Regions from separate parts of the Sus scrofa genome. Here regions 1 and 3 are each linked to region 2. The links are chromatin contacts, called in public Hi-C maps. All regions are on one chromosome and are shown on one strand. The core of a region is the stretch at or near the end of the contact, and the rest is flanking DNA. Distances in the headings are between cores, read along the strand shown.

Region 1 (3,053 bases), core at 246-2,745, 190 kb before region 2:
TTCCTATTTCAAAAAATACGGGTGTCAAATGCAGAGTAAGGAACTTCTTAGCTCAATATACAGTGCCACACAAAAACTATCACTTTAAATTAGCTAAGTAAAAAAACTTTACCATCAAATATAAGAAATTATTTATGTGACTCCTACATGTATATAACTATAAATAATAATAAAGAAGAACTATCTGTTCAGTGTTTTTCTTACCACTATGGCTTACACATTATTATATGTAAAAATTCCAAAAGACAAATCTACATCATGAAAAGTTTACATTTCGTTGTTTAGGGCTTTCCGGGCTCTCCATAATAAAGAACTATAGGTCCTCGGTTTCTTGTTTCATACAACAAAGAGGTGTTTTTAATTAGAGGCTTCTTTGACACCTTCTAGTTCTATCTTCTCAAAGGATACGAGAGAGCATCATGCTAATATGGCTAATACGCCAAAAGAGGCTTACCAATATTAAGTTTCAAAGGCAAGAAATAGACTCAGCTAGACCCACAGTTCACATTTCACGAAATGGTTGAGAAGCTCAAAGCACTGACATGACAGTACACCGGTGAACACAGACATGGTTTTACCCTGAGCTCTCTGATGACACAGAATCCCACCACACACGTATACACAACAGTTACAACGTGACACTGGAAACTGTGACCTCTCGGCAATTGAAGGATGCACATGATGGCAGTAATCAAGCTAAGCTCAGGTGCAAGCTCACCTGGAATATTACCACACGGAATTTGTTCTTCTTTATTATCTCCTCTTGCTTGGCTTCAACTTTTTTCACGTGAGTTTGTTGCTTTTCCACGCGGGCCTTCACGTCTTTAATGTGAGCACTGACCTTTCGGGTTTTCTCAAACAACTTGTTAATGACATAGCTTGTGTTGCCGTGTGACTGTGAAAACTTCAGCAGGTCAATCTGGACGGACTTTATGGCATTTTCCATCTCTCTGTGTCTCTCCTCTATCCTCTTCTGGCTTGCCTGCACACTGTCCACAATGGCAGCCACTTTGTCCAGGACAGTCACAATGGTAAGAGCGGCGTCTTGGTCTTCATCTTCTGTAACATGCGACAGGCGGTTCTGCTGGATTTTATCAGCATTTGAAGCAGACCCATTATGTTCCATTTTATTTGTTTCTCAGTGAAAGACGTTCTTACCAAAATCAATTCTGGCACTAAGAGCAAAAAGTTAGCTTGATAACAGGCAACAGGGTTGTTTAAAGGGTTGGAAACCCCACCCCTGGAGACTGGTCAAGTATCTGTAACTACAAATACCCATACGTGACTCTTCTGCAATATGAACCCTTGCAAAGCACTGGGTGCTGTTCCAACATGCTTACTGACTGACTAAGGGACTCAAATAAGACTGTGTGGGTAGAGAGGAAAGCTTGTTTAAAAGAAAGTTCCCTAAGGCCACCATGTTACTAATATTACGCCTAGAAGCCAAATAACCAAAAAAGCAAACTCTTAGTACTGGGTGAAGTTTTGCCTTTAGACAATTTCCAGCAGTTTTTGTAAAAGCAAATGGGAATTTTGAACTGATATCTACTTTTTCTATTAATTTCACACATTAAATGTACTGATATATTGATATGAAAGAATGCAGTAAATAAACACACCAAAACAGAAGCCATATAGTGAAAACATTATATTATAACATGCTTTTCCAAACCAAATATTAAAATTAATATTTAATTTTGAACATATTTTTTAATTCTACATGCATACTTCTGAATACCTAAACTACATGTTAAACAGCTGAATACATTCTATTCACACTTCAGATCTTTAAACACCAACAATCTATTAATACAGCTATTACTACAGGACAAATTTGGATAGAGGTCTTAGATGATTTTTAAGCTCACTTGAAGAGCACCAATCATTAACAATCATTTTTGCATTTTATTCACAAACACTGATACAATTGGTTTATTTATGTTAAAACAAGTATTTTCTTTAAAAATGAATGTGTATTAAAGTAGTTTAAATGATAGAGTAGGCTTTATTCCAATCTGTTTGTTAATGACTATTTTCACAACATCTAAATCTACTTTTCAGTGATCTGTTCCATCATTGCTACCAGACACTTTTTAAAATTAATTCAGAATTATTTTTCCAAAGAGAGAAATAATCAAATTCCAGCCCATACATCTTATAAATAATTTACATCTAACACACACAGCTTTACAGTTCATGCGATAGGCAGTGTCTAAAAAATCAGTTAATAAATCTCAAAAACATTTAAATGTCTAAACACAGTGTCTTCTAGATTTTTTTTTTTGTAAGAAAAGTAATCTGTAAACATCTTTTACCTTTAGTTCATGCTTGGTCATTTGCTGTGGTCACTGTGGAAGAAGTGGGTATGACTTTATAACCATTTGTGAAGTGGTCCATCTTTGCAAAAATATTACATTCCATGGGTAAAGAGCAAGTCTTAGAATTACCATGTGGTACAAATTTGTGAAATCAATTTCTGTATTTAAAAACATAAAACAAAGACTACTAAACAGTCCAAAACTGCTGTAGCTATATATTCTAAATACGAGCCAACAGTACTACACTAAAAATGTCCAAAAATAAGGCCTCTGAAATAAATATTTCCATTCTTTAAAAAAAGACATAATAAATGTACATCACATGGTCAGTGTACATATAAAAGTCATCGGATTAAACCATTCTGGATGACGTATCTGAAGTAAAATGACCTAAGTTTTGCTTCTGTCTTCGTCCTCTATTGTTTTTAGGGCATTTTCTGTTAAGAAAAAGAAAAAAAGAAAAAGGTCATTTTGCCTAGGATATTTCAAATGTTTCCAGAGGTAACACACACTTCACACAGAAAGCCGTATTACATGTGATCACATGAAAGGGAAAGAGATGCTATTTTATGACAGACCAACAAGTCAGATTGCTATCTGCCCTACAAAGCTGGGAGGCAAGAGGGTTATACATACAGTGCAGGTATGAACACAAACAAAACATTCCCAGGGTCCCCCTGCTGCATATGCACCCCTGAAAGGAACCCTACCCTTCTAGCCTGACAACTCCCAAGC
Region 2 (3,057 bases), core at 248-2,747:
GCTGCAGCTTATGGTGGTGCCAGATCCCTGAGCCCTCAAGACCAGGAATCAAACCTGCATCTTCACAGAGACAATGTCAGGTTCTTAACCTGCTGAGCCACAACGGGAACTCCCTACACAGTATTTTATAGTAGGAAAAAGATGTACTTGCCTACCAATATTTAAAGATCAGATTTCTTTTTATTTTAAAAAAGTGGAAGCAGGCAGACATATTTAGAGGCTTTTTAGTGATCATGAGTTGGCTTGGACCATGATGGTACCAAGAGAGTTGTATTAAGTGGTGGAAGTCAGGATATATTTGAAGGTACATCAAATCTCCTGATGGCTTAGATGTGAGGTAGGAAAGAAGGAAAGAAGCCAGGCCAAAACTCCAAAGGTTTTGGCTTCAGTAACTGGAAGGGATGGAGTTGGAATTTGAGGTGAAGAAGCTGTAGGAAGAGTAGTTTTCAGGGGAAAATCAGGAGTTTCATTTTGGACATGTTGACCTTGAGATGTAGAGCAGATGTGTGTCCAAAGAAAATATTGAGTGTCAGACCTGAGTCTGCACTTCAGGGGTATCTGAACTCCTCTTCTGACTCATAACTTTCAATGCCATGTAACACTGATAATTCCCAAATGTTTATGCTGGATTCAAGGCCAATTATGGTTGTATAGCTGAACTGCCAGGGAAGGGAGAGGTGGTTATTTGGGTCTGACTTTTTGTCTCTGATCATAGACTAGGAATAAGAGTGGTCTTAGTCCCAGTGCTTGGGTCTCCCCCCACCTCAGAAATCATTACTCTGAATCTCTACCCGGCAAACTGAGGCTCATTTCCTGTCAACTTTACTAAGTTTTATACTTTGGTAAACTGTAGAGAAAAATTTAAATCAAATTCTAAAATCTACACCAGGGGCTTCTTCCTCCATGCCACCAGACAGTCTTTGGCAGGGCTGTCTTTCAAAAGCCTATTCCCTTTGCTTTCTCATCCCCTTCCCAGGCATTTAAATTTCTCCCTTAACTTCCCTGGGTCCACTTAATTTCAGTATCAGGAATCTTAGTGCTGAGAAACTGAAATATTAGGTAAAATCTTCAACTAAGACTTTCAGGCTCCAGCTACTAGGTGTATTTTCCTCTCAGTCAACTAATTCTTAATTGCTCCATCCAGGTTAAAGTTCCCAGGAATTCCATGGTCCTTTCAACCTTAAACTTTTCACTTTCTCGATTCAGTTCAACTTAGACTCTTTGAATGTGGCTCCAGGTCTGAAGGACAGTGGTCTAGCATGGGGAGAAAGGCATGCTCCCTACTAGCTGTAGCTGGGGCAACGCCCCCCGAAAGGCAGGCCCAGGAAGTTCAGAGCTAGACTTAGAACCAAGCTTTGTCCTTGGATCCTGAGCCCTCCTCCCTCGGCTTCCCGGAGAGTGGGGGGCTTCCGGCGCTTTCCCCCTCCTCCCGGGGGCGGGGCCTGCCGCTCCCGCGCCCGCCTCTCCGGCTGCGCGCGGCTGCGGGCCGCGATCACGTGAGCGCGGCGCGGCGGGGGAGGGGCCCTGATTTCCGGGCGGCGGAAGGAGACGCGGCCGCGTGAGGACGAGGCGATTTGAAAACACGCTCCGGGAGCAAGAGGCTGTGGCCGGTGGCGCACGCTGTCGCCCCGTCGGCTTCTCCTCGAACGTTCTTTCCCTCTGCCTCCGCGCCCCGGTCCCGGCCGGGCTCTCAGGTGAGCCGCCGCCAGCCGTCGGGCCGGGCCCTCCTGGGGAGCCGGACGGCGCGCGGGGCTGTCGCCCCCCCGGTCTGCGGCCCAGGCGGGCAGGGCTGGCTGGGGCTAATCTGCGCCCCAAGGGGCCGGGCCGGGGCACCCCTGCAGAGCCGGGCCTGGGTGCGGAGCGGGGCTTTGCGGGGGCGGGGCGCCCCGCGGGCTTTTGGAGCGCCTCAAGTGACTGGGCGGGTTCGCGCGGTTTCGGGTCTCCGAGACTTTTAGGCCGGTGTACGTTGATTGGGCCCCACTTCCCCAACTGTGGTTATGACTGCCGTTCACGGGGGAAGGAACGGTAGTTCCCTAAAATCTCAGGGTCTTCACTTCTGGGATGCGGGACCAAAGTCTTGGGGTGGGGATGAGCAGTCGTCTCCTAATCGGTCCTCTTCTAACGTGTGGACAGGGTTAAGCGCTCTGTACGGAGCAGATTCGGACCGTGGGCCTTCTCGAGTCGCTCCACTCATGGGTATTTGTTTTTTGGGGAAGTATGGTGCCTCCAATTGGCCCCCTAGGTAGAGAATTTGGAGGAACTCAGCGTAAAGTGCTGGAGAGGAAATTACCAAAGGCCAAGTACAGTGTCCTTTCTTTTTTAGAGGGGGGAAAGAAGTTGGATATTAGGGGAGGGTAATGAGGTGGCAGATAGGCTAGCTGGAATTCGGTTCGGTTGAAATCCTCATACACTAGAATCTCCCTTTTGTTGAAATTAGAAGATCTGCAGTTGGAGTATATGAAATTCAGTTTTAAAACTTTTGAGGCTCACCTGGTCCAGTGATGTGAGAGTTCAGCCCCTGAGTCTGGAGTTCTTGTCTTCTGTTCAGTGCAGGCTACTGTAAAAGTGGCTTAGTCGGACCATTTGGTTTGCTATACTAAGAAAATCTTTATTTTATTTATTTATTTATTTATTTTTAGAAAATCTTTATTTTAGATGAAAATAACAGAAGTTGCTGGTAGAACTTTAAGAGTTTCTGGTATAAAAATGTCCTGTGTGTACCATAAAAATAATCTCACCAACTTTAAAGTAAAGGAAGGGCGATCAGCCCTCTAATTTTCCTGACAGAGTGAGAACAGAAGAGTGATTAATACAAAGTAATGGATAATATGGCATAAACTGACAGTAAACTTTGTTGGACACCAATCAGATAGTTAGTGGCGAAAGATAGCAGAGAAGATTGGGAGGTTGGAAGATTCATTGAGTCCATTTTTCTGAATGTCTTGTACCATTTCTTTTCATCTCTGGTACCAGCTAATGATAAAATTGCAGGGAAAGCTAACAAAATGTGCTTGCTTAATTAACGAAAACAATTTTTATATTAAAAGAGGCCAGGTG
Region 3 (2,720 bases), core at 45-2,544, 220 kb after region 2:
TATATTTAGTTATAATGCTTTTTGTAAACTTCTATAGATGAAAATCAAAACCACTTTGTTAATTAAGGAATGCTATAAATGCAAAAGTACCATCATCATCAACTAATTACAAAACAAGCCAGTGTAGTAAATGCTCCAGTAATTCTAACTATAGAAAACTAGTGGTGCTGTAGTCACAAGCAAAGAAGAGTAATTTTGATTAAATCCAAAGTGTTGATTGTTTGGTAAGTTGTCACTGATGGTGACAGTTGAGATGCTATCCAAGTAGAGAAGAGAAGCTTCCATTCAGGCAGCAGGGAAGTTGAAGGAAAGGCAAGGGGTAGGGAGAACCACAGAAGAGCCAAGTACCTCCTGATTACTTGGCAGTGATTGTGTGGCTACCACTTGGGGCATGTGCCTTGGCTGGGTTGGAGAGCTAACCCAGCTCAGGTTAAGTTCCTCAACTACTTGGCTAACGAATTTTGTAATTATTCTGTAAGAGTGATCCACGCATTAGCAGCAATCACTCTCGCACTGAGTTTTCACTTTACAACGTGCTCTTCCAGTCCATCCCATATCTATTCCGTACAGGAGCCAAAGAAACAATTAGGGTTAAGTTATTGACACATTCCACTGAAACCCAGAGAAGTGGTTCTTTTATAATGCAGGAATTAGTGCAGAAAGAAGAGGTAGCAGGCAAGGAGGCTAGTGATGGAGGTTCAGGCCACAACTCAGGCCAAGAGGCCCTTGAGTTTGAGGCAGGGGCCAAGGCGTGGCAGATTGTTTAGTGCCTCCCCAGCGATGCCCCCTCCTACTCACCCTCGCCTCCTCCAGGACTCACTTCCTAGGGGTGGCTCCAGGAGGGACGAGCCCCGCTGGCCCGACCCTCTCACCAGGTCAGGCCACTACATCCGGCTGGGATAGAGCCCACCGTGCTAAAACTAGCGGAATCCCTCAGAAGGCCGTCCCAGTCTCTCGACTGTACAGCCTTCTGGGAATTGTAGTTCTCATCTTCTAAAACACAGGAGTGCACCCGCCCTCCGCCCTTTCTATCCCACAGGTCCCCGCGCGCAGCGGAATCGGTGGACTCGGGCCAAGAGCCTGATGGGAAAAGAGTTCTGGGCGCCCGCTGTCCTGATCCTTGAAAATGGCCCAGGACTACATTTCCCTAGATGCTCCGAGGTGGGCAGGACCCGGAAGTGAGGATGTGAGAGGCCTCTCTGGAAATTGTCCCGGGTGTTCGCCGCTGGAGCTCCGGGTCGAGAGGACGAGGTGCCGCTGCCGGGAGAGTCTTCCGCTACCGCCGGCTCCCGGAGCCCAGCCCTTTCCTAACCCAACCCAACCCTCTCCAGTCCCAGCCGCCAAGGCCCGTCCCTGCCGCGGACCCCGGCTTTACCATGAATCCTGCCGTCTTCCTATCCTTACCCGACCTCAGATGCTCCCTCCTGCTCCTGGTGAGTGAGTGAAGGAATGACAGACCCTTCGACTGACTCACGGACGTCCTCCCCCGCTAGCCAAGAGGCTTACAGCTGCCCCGACTCCTGCTTTCCTATCTTTTCTTCTAGTGGCGAGGAGTGCACCTTCTCCTGCTGCCTTCATTCTCGACATCCGTCTGTCCGCTTCCCAGGCCCGGGGTTCCCAAGGCCTGAGAAACCACTGTCGGAGGTTGGGACCTGTGAACAGGAGAATTAGCCCTGAATGAAGGATCTTTGGGAGGGTGACGGCTAGTAGCGCCCCTTCCCACGGAGTTCGGAGGTTGTTTTGGTCTAAAGGGCTCGTGGACTTCGTGGTAGCCTAAGTCCAAAAGGACGGGGGATAGACCTACTGCTCCCTCCCACCCCCTCCTTTTGGGAAAAATGTGAGGCCGACAGGTGCTGGGGTCGTGTGAATCTCTCTAGAGCCCTGAAACGGTGCCCGGTTTGGCGGAGCCCTCTGTTGTGGCTTGATACGATTGGTTGGGAACCCGGAACTGGAAACTGGTCTGGTGTCCACCGGGGGAGTAAAGGTTTGAAGGGTGGAGGCTTTGATTACCAGAAAGCCTCAGCTCAGGGCCTCACTCACGTCTTGTTTCACTGCCCCCCACCTGAAATATAAGCACATTTGTTCTTTAGTGCTCCTGATTTGTGAATGACCTGGTCTTCTGTATACATACGCACTTACTCTTTAACTCTCTCACCGGCTCAGTACCATCCCATCTTGTAAAGGAATCTTCCCCTGGTCCTTCTTCCTCCAAAGTACATCTTTGTGCAACCTAAGTAATCCAAGCTGCAGGTCACATTGAGGCAAAAGTGAAAGACTAACTCCATATGATAAAATGATATACCTTTAATTGTTGTTATAATACAATACTTGAAAATACTTTAATCAGTTTATTTTTTAAAAGCTGAATTTAAGGTGAACATTAAGTCATAATCACTCTTTATATTGTGAGAAACATAATTGACATATAGCTGGTTACTGGCAGAACTGGAATTTGAAGCAGGTCTATGGACTCTCAGTGCTTATTCTACCATATTATGTTAAATTTTTAATATTTGCGTTTGAAATAATTTCTCTCTCTCTATACCTTCTCTTCTTGTTTCCCCTTCTCTTCTCTGTGCTTCCTCTTTCTTTGTGATTTCCAAATCATATGCAAAAGCCATACACAGTACTTGAACCTTTTCAGAGAAAGTATTATAAAAAACTAAAGTGGATGTCATAGTTCTTCCTAGAACTAAAAGTTGAATATGAACATGGTAGTG

The links. A called contact is a pair of places that touch in the nucleus more often than the background predicts.
Region 1: a Hi-C map of fetal skeletal muscle shows a contact between it and region 2, with 1.7 times the contacts expected there. The contact joins the promoter of CAVIN4 here to the promoter of TEX10 in region 2. A contact is called at or near these places in 1 of 5 promoter capture datasets (liver) and 4 of 47 Hi-C or Micro-C datasets (embryonic fibroblasts and fetal skeletal muscle).
Region 3: a contact with region 2 is called in a Hi-C map of liver, with 8 times the contacts expected there. The contact joins the promoter of ERP44 here to the promoter of TEX10 in region 2. A contact is called at or near these places in 3 of 47 Hi-C or Micro-C datasets (heart right ventricle, liver and skeletal muscle) and 1 of 2 datasets of contacts at active chromatin or transcription factors (alveolar macrophages).

What each region holds. Positions count from the first base shown.
Region 1 is chr1:242,308,459-242,311,511 of Sscrofa11.1, reverse strand. CAVIN4 (muscle-related coiled-coil protein) reads right to left here and starts at 1,495. Exons shown (of 2, transcript XM_021066698.1): 1 at 719-1,495. The coding sequence starts at 1,126. It overlaps TMEFF1 (tomoregulin-1), which reads right to left. Exons shown (of 10, transcript XM_005660298.3): 10 at 1,634-2,755. The coding sequence ends at 2,671.
Region 2 is chr1:242,118,987-242,122,043 of Sscrofa11.1, reverse strand. It overlaps TEX10 (testis-expressed protein 10), which reads left to right and starts at 1,497. Exons shown (of 15, transcript XM_001925941.6): 1 at 1,497-1,694.
Region 3 is chr1:241,896,006-241,898,725 of Sscrofa11.1, reverse strand. ERP44 (endoplasmic reticulum protein 44) reads left to right here and starts at 1,294. Exons shown (of 12, transcript NM_001137629.1): 1 at 1,294-1,433. The coding sequence starts at 1,377. It overlaps INVS (inversin), which reads right to left and starts at 1,041. Exons shown (of 17, transcript XM_021066620.1): 1 at 799-1,041.